Linked DNA regions of Mus musculus: region 2 is linked to region 1. The links are chromatin contacts, called in public HiChIP or PLAC-seq maps. All regions are on one chromosome and are shown on one strand. The core of a region is the stretch at or near the end of the contact, and the rest is flanking DNA. Distances in the headings are between cores, read along the strand shown. Region 1 has its middle 29 kb from the start of Mir190a. Region 2 has its middle 58 kb from the start of Tln2.

Region 1 (7,313 bases), core at 3,234-5,733:
AGATCCCTTAGGGCGTCTCTTAGTACTACCATGTCCTGTGATTAAAGTCAATGGGAAACTACAACAGCCTAATCCAAGCAGGATGACAAAGGACGCAGACCCATCAGGAATGAAGGTATGGGTCAATCCTCCAGGAAAAGAGCCAAGACCTGCTGAGGTGCTGGCTGAAGGAGAAGGAAATACAGAATGGGTAGTAGAGGAAGGTAGTTATAAATACCAATTAAGGCCACGTAACCAGTTGCAGAAACGAGGATTATAAAGTAATATGAATGCCCATTGTAAATTTACTAATGCGTTTGCGATTGTACGAGGGATAGTTATATCATGTTAGGCGTATTTACAACCTTGTTATTGTTTCATGTGAACATGAGATATTATTTGTGTCAAGTTGACAAGGGGTGGATTGTAGTGGCTATTCCTGGTTGTCAACTTGACAATATTTGGAATGAACTACAATCCGGAATTGGAAGGCTCACCAGTGACCCTTATCTGGAGGCTTGGAGATCCTTATCTGGATCTTGGTTTGAAGATCTTGAGCCATAGTGGCTATGGATTCCAGAAGATTGAATCTCCGAGTTAAGGAACACACCTTTAATCTGGGCTACACCTTCTGCTGGAGACAATATAAGGACATTGGAAGAAGGGAGTCTAGCTCTTGCTCCTGCTCCTTCGCCTGCTTGCTGCGTGAGACTGAGTAACTGCTAGATCCTTGGACTTCCATTCACAGCTGTGACTGAACGATTGTTGGGAATTGAGCTGCCGACTGTAAGTCATCAATAAATTCCTTTATTATCTAGAGACTATCCATAAGTTCTGTGACTCTAGAGAACCCTGACTAATACACCCACCAAATGACCAACTTCCACTATGGCTTAACTCAAAGGGCGTGGCTTATTTTCCTTCCTTCTCCCCTCCATCCTCCTCCTCAGAAGCGGCTGCTGAGCTGTACAGCTTGCTTGCCCTGGGATTCTTCTTTTAGACTCTTATAAAATTGTCCTCCAGCTTCTGTTTTCATCTTTTCTTAAATTCTTTTGTTATGGAGGCTAACACCCCAAAAAGGGTACCCAGTGTTCCTCATATCATCCAGTGGCCATGAAAGGGGTCTCCCACACTTTTGTACGGCAGTCAAACCGCTCCCTCTAAACATATTCCCTCTGCCACTCACCACTCTGCCCTGCCCCGCCCCCACACCTTCCCCTGGTAACTCCAATGAGCCCAGTGAGCACTGCCTGGGGAATGTTTGCTGATCTTGCTGGCCTGTGTGTGGGTCTTGTGCAGGCAACCACAGATGGAGTGAGTTCATGAGAGCAATAGCCATCGTGTCCAGAAGACAGCAATTCTCAGCACCCTGCTCTTCCTACCCATCTGCTACAATGTTCCCTGAACCTTTGGGGGCCAACTTTGAATTTTCAAGACAGGGTCTCTCACTGAACCCTCCGACCTCACCAGTTCTTCTAAGCTGGTAAATCCACAAACAAAACAAAACAAAACAAACAAAATCCATAACAACAAAAACAAAAATCAAAGATTTTTCTGTCTCCACCTCCCCACAGTGTGAGGACGGGTCCATGGATGCAGGGGACATGGACTCAGACCCTCATGCTTGACTGTCAAGCACTTAAATGACTGAACCATTTCTCCAGCCTGCCCTCAAAGCACTTCTTCACAGCGCATGGGGATTGACAGGGTCCCACAGTCTGATGGGCTGTGATTTAAACTTGGAGGCTGCTGTTCTCATCCTAAGCTTGATCCTCTCCATCTAGGAACAACTCAATGGCCTGTGGGGTTTTTTGTTTGGTTGTTTTTTGTTGTTGTTGTTGTTTGTTTTTTTTTAACAGTTTCAGTTTTCTGTAATTCACTGTTGCCTGATAGTAAACAGGGGTGGGGTAGGGTGTGTGTGTGTGTATGTCCAGAAATAAGCAATTCATGTTTTAAATCTCATACAGCTCTGCTCTATTGAGTCCATGCTGCTCCACACCCTCTGTTCAGCAGATCCACATGGTATAGATGCCTCTTGCGTTCTAGGCAAACAGAGATAATGGGTTTGCTACATGTAAGACAACCATGCTGTGAGTTCTTTCCTCGTTGATGATGACCATTAATGTATATTTTAGATGAATCTGGACATGCTGATCCCCCCCCCCCCACACACACACACTAAGTTACATACATCTCCAATGCATGTTTACTGGGTATTTGTATGGCAGTCATGTTTTAAATTTTTTTGAACATTATATTTGACACCATTATAATGTTACAAATGAAGCCCTTTGTATCAAATCCATCGTCACCTCTAGAGTCTGAGGACGTCTCTTTGGCTGTATATAGGAAGCCTGAGGCCGTGAAAGGCATTGGGTGGCAGGCCTGGGTTCAGATCTGGGCTCTGTCATTTACAAGCTGACAATTTGTATACATTGAATTGGTTTTGGGACTCCCTTGTATGAGTGCCCCCATCTGTAAGGTGTGTAATTTTTGAAGCTTTTGCCAGTGTGGCTATTCTTGGTTGTCAGCTTGACCACGTCTGAGATGATCTAAACTCCCAAGTGGCTGGGAACACCTGTGATGGCTTTTTCTTAAATCATGTGAAGCGGCAAGAACCACCTTTAACCCAGATCTTTTGAGGTGGGAGGATCTCCCTTGAATCTGGGCCACACCTTTTGCTGGCGGCCCATACAGAAGACACGGAAGAAGGTTTCTGTCTCGGCCTGCTTGCTCTCATTTCACTGACAAGTTCATTCTTACACTGGTGTTAAAGCTTTGGGATTCTGACATATACTAGAGACCAGCTGAGATAGATATTCGGCCTCCTGGACTGATCAGCTACTACATTCTTAGATTTTCCAATGCTAGACAGACATTGTTGGTAGACTAGCTGAGCCACAACATGTAAGCCATTTTAATAAATCCTCTTTATAGTTATTCAATGTATCAGTTCTGATCCTCTAGAGAACTGACTGATACAGCAGCAAAGAAGCAAGAGTGCAGGACAATTCGACTGCCCAAAGCCCTTCTCCCTTTCCAGTCATAAACCCTAAGCTTCTGGAAAATCTCACCAGAAATCTCATTTGCCAGGGCGAGGCGGGGGAGCGCAGACTAAACCCCCGTGAACAACCCTAACAGAGCCTGTTTCCACTTTATCAGATTATAATTCCTTCTCCAGAATCACCTTGCTTATCTATCTCATCTATCAAAGGAGATTAAAGTGGCAGTGAGGGGCTTCTAGGCAGTCTTTTGATTTGTAACTTGAAAGTCACCCAAGTGATGTATAGGCTCATGCTAAGACACTTAACTCATTCCCACGAGGAGCCTATGCCCACCCTGGGCAGATCTTCCTTCCAAGCCCCACCCCGACCCCACACAGGTTTTTGTCTTCCTCATTTTTCTGAGCATCTCTCTTGTCTCTCACACTTCAGCCTACAATAAATAGCCTCCATAAGTTCTTCAGCTTCTCTTCATCGTAAACCAATTGATTTTGAAATTCTTTTGAGTATTGAAGCTGTCTGAGTCCAGGTCCATGAAAGTCTGGGGGAACTTCTCAGGCTGTTGATGGTGGCAGCACACAGCTATGTCTCTGTCCCCTCCCCACTGACATGCAGTCGAGCTCCCTGGTTATAGATACACATTCTGACGCAGGCTGCCTGGGTTCTATTATTTATCAGCTGCACAGACTCAGGGAAAGAGTTAGTGCCTACACTGCAGGGATCAATGTGCCAGCATTTAAAAATATGCTTAAGACTGCAGCTGGGATATTATATGCTCACCATGAATGTTAGCTGTGAAGATAGAAATTGTATTTTAAAATTATCTAGTAGAAGGCTAGTGAAATGGCCAGTGGGTAGAAGGGACTTGTCACCAATCTTGACCTGAGTTTAATCCCATTGTTGGGAAGAGAACCAGTTCATGCAAATTGTCCTCCAACTGCCACATACATGCCATAGCATGTGACACATACTAAATAAATAACATGTAAAAAAACAATATCACCCTAGCAGACTGAGCCTGGAATTCATTCTTCAAAGGACTGCTAGCTATCAAACACCAATGCTGCACGTCTTCCATAATTCCAAGAGCAATTATAAAACGGGTCTGGTTACAGGAAAACAAAAGTTCTGAGGACTGAGACGGCGGCCCAAGGTTGCCCAGTCAGAACTTGCACCAGGTCTCACAGGGAGCTGTGACACAGAAGCAGAAGAACAACTACCCTACCATTCCAAGGGCTTGACTTCCCCATATAGCAGTCCAAGGCTCCCCTCCCTTCAGTCCCAAGATGCCCCACCCTCACCCCAACGAACAACTCTTCTAGTTCAAACAGGGATGGAAGCACCCCGCCCTAGGGGCAGAAGCCTAGCATTTCTTCTCTCTCCCATACCTTCAGCTTAGGGGTCCTCAGGTCAAGGCTGATGCCTCCAGACAAAATAGCTAGGGATTTCCATCCCAGTGAAGAACAGAAAACACACATCACACGCCCCACATGCCCCAAATTCCAGACATTCCTCAGATGCTTGGCTTTGTAGGTGACAGACATCTGGAGCTTACTCAGGCTTACTTACATAGCAGGAAGCAGGAAAACCTGTGCCCCCAAGTCCAGGAGAGGCTGGGACCCTTGCTGTCTGCTGCTTCTGCTGTCTGCCCTGAGCCTGTTGACAGTTCTCATACCCACCAAGAAACCCCTATTCTTGAACCCAGGTTACTACCAACATCTCATTGGAAATGTGCACAGAATGCTGGAGAGATGGCTCTGTGGTTAAGAGCAGGCACTGCTTTTACAGGGGACCTCAGTTCAGTTCCCCAAACCCACATTGGGTGGCTTAAAAACGACCTGTGACTCCAGATCCAGGGGATCCTATTCCTCTGAGCTCCATGGGTGCCCGTGCGTGCGTGTGCGTGCACACCCACCTACCCACCCACATACATAAACACACACATACCTAATTAAAAAAATAAAATAAATCTTAAAAAAAAAAAAAGGAAGTCCTCTAAACATTGAAGACCTACTATGAGTCTGGCAGCATTTACTAGGAGCACAAGTATCTCTTAGAAGTAAGGCTTTCTTTGTTTGCATTTCCTGTTGTTTGTTTGTTTGGAGTATGTGTGTGTGTTCATGTTATAGTGCTTGTGGAGGTCAGAGGACAACTTTTCTGGAGACCTTGTTAGCAATCAGGTATCTCTACTAGCTGTCTTCAGGGACCTAGTGACAGTGGGTTATGTCATCACTAGTTGAGAAAGTATGACACATTCCTACTGTCACCACCAGTCACATATCCTCCTTATATGTGCATGTGATATATTCCCTTATAAAAAGCCAGTGACACCTTTCCCGCCCTCTCTCCCTTCCACACTCACTCAGAGGTAGTCTCGGTGTGCCCCTCCCCCCAGTAACACCCCCCCCCCCAAGTCTGTTGCATGGTGCAACTTTGTTGCTTAAATCATAACAGTTCTCACCTCCCACTGTGTGCTGGGATCAAACTTGAATTGTCAGGCTTGCTCAGCAAGTGTTATGTGCTGAGTCATCTCACTGGCTATGTAAGCGCGCGCGCGCGCGTGTGTGTGTGTGTGTGTGTGTGTGTGTGTGTGTGTGTGTGTGTATGTATGTGTGTACATGTGTACATGTGTGCTTATGCATATAAAGCTCAGAGGTCAGGATTGATGTCTTCTTTGGTTGCTCTCTACTTTCATTTTTTTTCAGACAGGCTTTCACTAAAAGTGGAGCTCACTGATTGGCTAGACTAGGTTAGTAAGCCCTGATGACTTCTAGTCATCCCCACCCGCCCCACAACAGGGATCACAGATGTGTGTTCTTACAGGAATACTAGGATCCAAGCTCAGGTTCTCATGCTTGCTTGACAAGTACTTTAACCACTGAGTCAAATGGTCCCACCTTCAAGATTGCTTTCCTGTAAAGAGGAACAAAACTTTGCCTAGTACTTCATGTGTAGACAAATGCAGGCCTTTCCCTATATGGCTGGCTAGTCTCTGAGATAGAAACCATTGTGGGCTGGCTTAAATATTGCAGGAATGGACTTGAGTAGCCTGGAAGAATGGAGGTGAGACTGGAGTTCCCCGAGAAGCCCCACCCGTGTGAGAGGTCTTGCAGACTTCCTGATTGGAGAGCAGTATGTTGCAGATCAGGAACTAAGTTATATCTTGAGTTGTCTCTACTTTTCAGAATAGCCATTGTCTACTAACCACTGTATCTGACCTAACACTTCTGTGACTATTAGGTAAAACTGATACTGAGGAAATTGGGGTCCCTTCTTGTGGTTCTTGATCTCATTAATGAAAGAATTTCAGAACGAACCCAACTTTAAGGACAATTGTACTGGAGTCTAAAAGACACCCGCCAGGGCAGGCTGCTGTGAACCTCAGCAGCTGACAGAGAAGGAGGATAGAGCGGAGAAGCCATGCCATGTAAGCTGGCAGGGAGGTTGGACATATAAGAAGTGACATAGGAATGGCCTCCACGGGCTCATAGATTTGAATGCTTGGTCACTAGAGATTGGCATTGCTTGAGAGGGATTAGAAGGTGTGGCCTTGTTGGAGGAAGTGTGGGACTTCAAGAGCTCAAGCCAAATCTAGTGTCCCTTTCTTCCTGCTGCCTATGAATGAATCCAGATGTAGAACTCTCAACTTTCCTAGTACCATGTCTGCTCTCATGTCTCCATGCTTCCACTAGGACCACATAAACCTCCGAAACTGTAAGCAAGCTCTAGTGAAGTGCTTTCTTTTATAAGAAAGGTACATTCCCATGATATCTTAGGGTTTCTATTGCTGTAAAGAGACACCATGATTATGGCATCTCTTATAAAGGGCAACATTTAGCACACTCCACAAGCCACACCTATTCCAACAAGACCACACCTCCTAATAGTCCCACTCCCTCCTTAGGAGCCTATGGGGGCCATTTCCATTCAAACCATCACCACGCTCATGGCCTGTTTTCACACCAATAGAACACTTACTAAGACAGGAAACAAACAACCCACAGTGGGAAGGGAGCTTGGAAGAAAGAGTAAGAAAGCCCCAAGTATTGGGGAAACCCAAGCTATGAAGGAAAACATTGTTAGAAAAGGATTTTTTTTTTTTTAAAGAAGAAGAGAAGTTACAGTTTTCTAAATGATTCAGACTTGGAAAGCTGCATGACTTTGGCCTGGTAAGCTACCACATTGGAATGTGAGAGGTAGTGGTGGTGGTAGCTTGGAATTCTGGGAAGGAAAAGTACAGTATCTCATTACAGGGATAATTATTGCACCTGTCGATAGCATAGCTTGAGGCAAACACTCCTTCCTGGTGGCGGTATCTTAGTCAAATGACTT
Region 2 (7,313 bases), core at 2,007-4,506, 410 kb after region 1:
AGAGGTTTGTTTTTAATTATATTCCTTTAGTGCTCAAAGAATCACCTCTACCCAGACTGACCTCTTGAAGTTAATGTTAAGCCAGCTACAGCTTCAACTAAAATGTTAATTGTGATTTATCCAGGACCAGGGAAGGGCATGCCCCGACTCACTTTAAGAAGAAACCTGGATTTCAGAAAGTGGCTGAATGACAGTCTCCATTGCACACACTACAAAAATCATTAAAAAAAAAAATTTTTTTTTAATTAAAATTCAGGCCAGGAGAAGTCTCTTGCAGATAACAGGGCTCAGGTCCTGCCCTGAGCTGGCTGACCTGACCTTTCCCATACAAGGTTCCCTATGCCAAGACAGCTGGCAACCAGGGCTGCCTCTGGGTAACACCTGTAAGGCAGGACTAGAGCCTTTTTCTGCTCCAGTGTCAGTCCAGCCCCAGGCAATGGAATGAATAGATACTTTTTAAACTATCCTCTTTCCATTCAAAGTCAAAGTAAATTCTATCTCAACTTTTAATTTGTTTCCTTTGGACGCATTTGTTGAGCCAAGAGTACTGGCTCAGACAATGGTTGCTCTGTTTGCACCACGCTACTGAAACTGCCCTAGCAGGAGAAAACAGACATCTTCATGATCCTAGAATTCACAGAAGCCTGAGTCGGAAACTCCACGGGTAGCCCTGCCCCTTCCTCAGCACAAACCTGTTTCCCCTACAGCCCTATGGCAGCGCCAGCCTTTTATCTCTGAGTTCAGGCATATCTATTACTCCTAAGAGGATAGGGCTGTCACAAGCATCCTTGAGAGGGACCACTCTCAAATGCCTTAGCTCCTAGATGAAGATGAGTCTAAGTTGAGTCTGATGGACCTGGCCCTGGACCTTGGGTTGTAGTGAATTATTACTGAGCACTAATGGGAATCTACCTTTACCCCATCCTCAGCAGTATTACCAGAACAAGACATTAGCCCAACAGGAAACAGTTTGGGAAACAACCTAATAGAACGCACATCTAAACGTCTTCTGTGCCCAGTTTGATAACTGGGTTCTCTGGTGCCCCAAGTGCCCCTCACACACATGCCTTATGCTATGAGGTGGACGGTTCTGTAGAATCTGTACTGGATTTCAAGTTCCCAAACGATGCTGTCTTTCCCAGCCCTGGAACCCTCTTTGAGGTACGTCCTGAACAGAATCCCTCAGCCACCCACTAAACAAGGCTCTGGCTTCTTACTGGACTATGTGGCAAGGCAAAGTTCAGGTTCTCAAACCTTACCCTCCTCACCCCCCAGAACGCTGGTGTTCCAACGCTGAAATCAAAGTATGCTACTATCCTGGTCTCAAGCTGCCTGCACTGCCTTCATGTCAGTGTAAACCTCTAACACCAAGTACTGTTGCTTCCACTGTAAAGTCAGCCTTGGAGGTCAGGGGTCGGGGGTGGGGTGGTTCCAGAAGCCCCAGCAGACACAAACATCTGCAGAGGATCAAATCTCTTATATGAAATGGCACCATGCTTAGCGACCCCACAATCATCCCCTCATATACTCTAATCATCCTAGATTACTTATTAATATTTAATACAGCATAAATTATAGGTAAATAGTTAACAGTTGTTACACTGCATGGCTTAGGGAAAATGGACCTATACCAGATGATAATATTTTTCAAACACTTCCACCCCCGAGGCTGAGACTCATGTAGCCCAGGCTGTCCCTGAACTCCTGGTCCTCCTGCCTCTACACCTTCTAAGTGCTGGGATTATAGATGTGCACCACCATGTCTGTTGTTATTGTTATTGTTTCATTCTCAAATATTTTGATCTGCAATTGGTAAACTATCACGGCTAAAGAACACACGGGACCAACTAATCTAAGATGATTTAATTTCTCAGCAAATAATACATATTTCTGCAAATACTTCATGTGACCCAGGAAAAAAAAGTGATGGTCTGGTGGCACAACCAACAACACCTGGAGAGACACAAACTTCTGCTCACAAGGCAGCTGCCTGGAGCCCAGCCTCCTGAGGCCATCTCCCTTGCCCCTGCAATGGAATGCTCTAGTCTTTTAGCAGCAAGCTTTGGGGACCATCAACGCAATGGAGGCCTTGATTCCTACATAGTGCAGAAAAACAAATGAATATACACACAAAACTTTTTTTAACCAAGTCAGTGCACAGTATGTTGCTTAACAATGTGTCAAAACTGTTGGCATTTAGTCTAGGCTCCGCCCCATAGTTACCTGGCAACAGGCAGGTATGCCTGACTCACTATAAAAGGGGATGCCTGCCCCTTCCTCCTCCCTCTCTTGCCCTTGCTCCCTCACCCTCTTCCCCCTCTTTCTCTCTCAGCAAGCTCATGGCTGGCCTCTACTCTTCCCCTCCCCTCCTCTCTTCCTCTCTTTTTGCCTTTCTCTCAACTCCCCTCCCCATGCCCTGAATAACCTCTATTCTATACTTTACTGACCTGTGGCTGGTACCTCAGAGGGGGAAGGGATACCTCAGCATGGGCCCACAGAGGCATCCCCTTCCTCCACACCATACCTCACCTCCACCAAACATCTCCCTTATCTTTTTACAAAACACAACAACAGTTTACATACATAACTGGCATTTAATAACAGAAAAGGTCGCATTCTCCAGACTTCCACTGGGAGCCTTCAGATCCCCTACTCAAGCTAAAAGAATCCCTCTCAAGTTCAGATTTCCTAGGTATCCTTGAGTCACATGTGGACCTCGCTAGCCTCCAACCCCCTGGTGTAGCTTCTGAGTAGACACGCACCACCATACCCTGCTTATACGATACTAGGGATCAAACTCAGGGCTTGATCCACACGAGACAAGCACTTTACCAACTGAGCCGGCAGCCCCAGCTCCTGCATTTTAATGTTTAAAGCCTAATACCCACCTGTACCTGTGGACCTTGGAAACAGCCTATCAGTCGGTTCCCAACTTTGAAAACAAACATCCTGTCACTTCCAGGACAGAGGTCTCCATTGTCCTATGCACCCCCAGGCCACTCCAGCCAGTGCCTGAGGCAAAGAAAAACACAGCCTGATAGCATCCCCAACAATAGGAATTCGGGGTTTGTTTTTTTTTTCCTTCCCTGATCTTTAGCCCTGTGCACAAAGGTGGACTAGCAAATAAAACCAGCAGATTAAAATATTCTATTTCACAGGGGGGTAAAAAAAAAAGTCTTCACTGAGTTAGCTCTAAAGGGAGGAGGGGCCAGGCTAGTACATCTGGATCCAATCACTGAGATTTTACATTCTTGGTATCTTCCATCCCAGACGAAGGCGGAAGAGCACAAGGAACTGTTGCACACGGGACTAATTACCATCTCTGGTTCCTGATCAGACTTGTCCCTAACTTGAAATGTGACCTTGAGCGGGGCCTGACCTCACAAGAGCTCAGTTTTCTGAGCATATTCCAGGCCAGGGCGCCAGGGCTAATGAGTAACATGATTCAAGTGTTGATGAATTTATAATGGCCTTCCCATTTCCACTTGATTGTATCTGCAAAGCCTTGGAATCTCCTGAGGAGACGGAGGACGGATGGTTCATCTCTGGCTGGCACTCTGGCTCCCTGTCCTCTTCCCAGCCTGGCTGTCCCTCCACTTGCCTGGCTCAGCCTCTCAGAGCAGAGGCTGAGAGGAGAAATGGTCCCCCAGGAGAGCTTCCCAAATTGGCACTGAGCTCCCACGACCAATGTCCCGCACAGCAGGCCTCTGGCTCCTCAATACATTTCTAATTGTCTTTTCGGAAAAGCGCATAGATACTTATTTGGTGCCATTTGGCAAGTGTCTCCCAGGATAATTCCTCTGACATCGTGCTGGAGAATGGGGATTTAAAAGTCTGGAGAAACATTAGAAAACGGGTACCCTGGCTAATCCTGTCCTTGGATAGGAATAAAACAGCGCTTTCAGGGACTCTGATAGGATGCAAACCCCCAAGGAGCTCCTGAGATCCAAATCAGCTGACTTTTACATTACATTGAAGCCTTTTCCCCCTCAGCAAGAAGGCAGCTGAACAGTCAATGGATACTAAGGAAGACAGGATACTGGGGTGGCCCCAGCCAAGCAAAGGCGCTCTTACTCCCAGCCACCATTCTTCCAGGAACAACCCTGACAGGAAGGCAGTGAGACAGAGATGATGGGAGATGGTGAAAATGATGCACAGATGGAAATGAGAATAGATGGAATGCGATGGGAATGGTACTGATGGGGATGGAGATGGGAATGGGGAGAGGGAGGGGGGCGAGGATGGGGATGATGGGGATAAAGATGAATTTAGGGAAGGGGAAGAGATGATATGAGGATGGGGATGAAGACAGGGGAAGAGAAGGGAGGGAGATGGATCTTAAGAGTCAATAACCAACCAACCACAAGGTCAGGACTGAGCAGAACAGAAACTGAGTCTACACCTCTAGCCCCCACCATCCCTTTCAGGTGTTCAGAATGGGGCTCATCACACAGATCACCTCCCGCCCCTCATCCTAATGTGAAATGCTGACAGGTGTCCCTGCCTTCCAGGCAAGCCTCCCCTAAGTTGCCGCTGTGCCAAGTTCACCTCAGCTTCTGATTACATGGTGTGTCCTGCATCCGTAGATATAGGTGGAACCCGAGTTCCTCAACACTGAGTTCCGGGGTGGTGTTGATGTTACCAGGACACTGATCAACCCTGAAGAGTAAGGACAGAGCCTCATAATACAACCCTAGTAGGAATCACATGGAGTAAGCATTAAGGACATCTGACGAGCCAAGAGTGATGGATTGGATCAGTACCAATGTGAGTTACACAAGCAGGCTTGTTTTGATCCCTTCCCATCTGCATTTAAAGGTCCCTCACTGGAGAGGGCCAGGGTCTGCTTTACATTTTTCATTTTAGTTAACTAAAGTTTTATCTTTTTTTTGGGGGGGGGGGGGCAGCCTCACGTAGCCCAGGCTGGCCTCAAACAGACTGTATAACTGGGAATGGCCTTGAACTCTCCCACTTCCACGTGAGTACAGAAGCAAGCATATGACATCATGCTGGAGCACAAAGCCAGGGCTTCTTGCATGCTAGGCAAGCACCTTACCAACTGAGCTACACTTCCAGCCCCCTCAGTTAACTCAAATGCTAATTAATCCCCTTTGCCGTGGGGGCCCCACAGAGCATATTAGGAAAATGAACTAATCTTCAGGTTGCCTGATCCTGGCACCCCTGGGAAACAATCCTCTGTCAGGACCTAGAGAAGGACTGACTGTTCAGTAACACATTATTAAATGACCAGAGACTGTAGCTGAGCCTTGTGGATGAAAACCTCACCTCAGACCTCAACCTCCTTAACCAAGGAGCAAAACCAACTAGCACGGCCCTCAAACACATCTCCTTGATGTTCCTAACATAGTCCAAACTAGAGGAGAAAAAGAAAAGACACCAACTTCCTGGTATATGATTGGCTGAGGCACAAACACAACCATAGATTAACTTGCTCACTCTACAGAATTACAAATATTTAGCATATACTCAGAAGTATGCGAGTATGGCATCCATTCCCTCCTTGTACCAACTACTTACACAGCACAGGGTTGATGTACCCACCTTCTTGATAAGCACACTGAGGCTTATAACAAGCAGGTGACATAATGGTAGCCACTATGTAGTAGGTTTTCACATTAACATCAATGTGCTGCCCCTTTACAACATGTATCCCTTTGGGGTTATTTTACCACCTCTGTGCATGTGCATTCAAGGGCTTAAGAAACCAGTGACTGCCGGGCAGTGGTGGTGCATGCCTTTAATCCCAGCACTTGGGAGGCAGAGGCAGGCGGATTTCTAAGTTCGAGGCCAGCCTGGTCTACAGAGTGAGTTCCAGGACAGACAGGGCTACACAGAGAGACCATCTGGGGAGGGGGGGGGGGAGGAAGGAAAGAAGGAAGGATAGAAAGGAAGGGAGAAAGAAAGAAAGAAAGAAAGAAAGAAAGAAAGAAAGAGAGAGAGAGAGAGGGGAAGGAAGGAAGGAAGGAAGGAAGGAAGGAAGGAAGGAAGGAAGGAAGGAAGGAAGAAAGAAAGAAAGAAAGAAAGAAAGAAAGAAAGAAAGAAAGAAAGAAATTAAGAAAGAGAGAGAGAGAGAGAGAGAGAGAGAGAGAGAGAGAGAGAGAGAGGAAAGGAAAGAAAGAAGGAAAAGAAACCCATGGCTGGGTGTGGTGGCACACACCTTTGATCCCAGCACTCAGGAGGCAGAGGCAGGCGGATCTCTGAGCTGAAGGCCAGCCTGGTCTACAGGGTAAATTCTAGGACAGCCAGGACTACACCCTATTTTGAAAAAACATTTTCTTTAAAAAAAAAAAAAAAAAAGCTGGGTAGTAGTACTCTGGAGACAGAGGTAGGTGGATCACTGGATTCGAGGCCAGTTTGGGCTACACAGTGAGTTAGAGGGTTCCAGAAGAGCCAGAGCTACACAGAAACACACACACACACACAATTTAAAACAAAACAAAACAAAACAAAACAAAACAAACAAACAAAACCCCACTTCTAAAAAAAAAACAAACCAAAAGACTGAAGCATAGGTACACACAGTACAAACCATCCTTTGGAGGAACACAGTTCTATCAATGCTGACAAACACATTCAGAGCCTGCTCCAGCTTTTTAAGTATTTAGCTCTGACTTCTCAAAAATGCACTACACGAAGTGATGTGGGGTTGGAGAAGCGGTCTAGCATTACAGGCTAGGCTCACAGCCATAAAATAATGTGGCACACAGGACCCAATAACACAAGATTAATATTGGCTTCCCTTTCTAAAGCTGAAAGTCTCCATTCGGCCAGAAGGAAAAAAACACAGAATTGAACAAAAATATCTAGTCTCTAGGGGCAGGAAATCAATTCACACAACATCTGCAAGGCATGGGTCTCAAAATACCAAGATCTTGTGTCCTCGTTAATGCAACTGAACCTCCTTCACCAAGGGGACAGGGTCCTGCCTCCCCCTCCCCCTCCCATATGCAACCATTTACCAATTGTTTAATTTAAACTGCACACTGAGCTCCAGGACTGCGAAGTCTCCTCCTACAAGGAGGCCACCCCTAACCACCTGTGCAAGCTAAAACCACAGAACCTTAAGTAGTCTCCAGAAAGCTTGGCTATCACCCACACACTGTGTCTATGTGCCCTTACTCTGTCAAAGATCACAACTTTTAAAGACTTTCCTTAAACTGAATTGCAGACGCTTATGTAAAAATGGGAGAGTGATAACTCAAAGAAAACAAAATCAGAAATGGACTCCAACAACTGAAGGATGTCCTAGCACCTTCAAACTAGACCAATAAAACTCCAAACAGAAAATGGTT

The links. HiChIP or PLAC-seq counts read pairs in DNA pulled down with a chosen protein or histone mark.
Region 2: an H3K27ac HiChIP or PLAC-seq map of embryonic stem cells shows a contact between it and region 1, with 9 read pairs. The contact joins two enhancer-like sites. A contact is called at or near these places in 4 of 115 datasets of contacts at active chromatin or transcription factors (embryonic stem cells and epiblast stem cells).

Annotation. Positions count from the first base shown.
Region 1 is chr9:67,204,163-67,211,475 of GRCm38.p6, forward strand. No RefSeq gene overlaps it. Among named protein-coding and RNA genes, the nearest start is that of Mir190a, 29 kb to the right of the region's middle. Within about 2 kb of position 4,484, at least 85 of the 459 cell types and tissues checked have an H3K27ac peak or open chromatin away from gene starts, as enhancers often do. A contact at or near this core is called in embryonic stem cells, where this site is marked.
Region 2 is chr9:67,614,180-67,621,492 of GRCm38.p6, forward strand. It overlaps a transcript of Tln2 not described here. Among named protein-coding and RNA genes, the nearest start is that of Tln2, 58 kb to the left of the region's middle. Within about 2 kb of position 3,257, at least 44 of the 459 cell types and tissues checked have an H3K27ac peak or open chromatin away from gene starts, as enhancers often do. A contact at or near this core is called in embryonic stem cells, where this site is marked.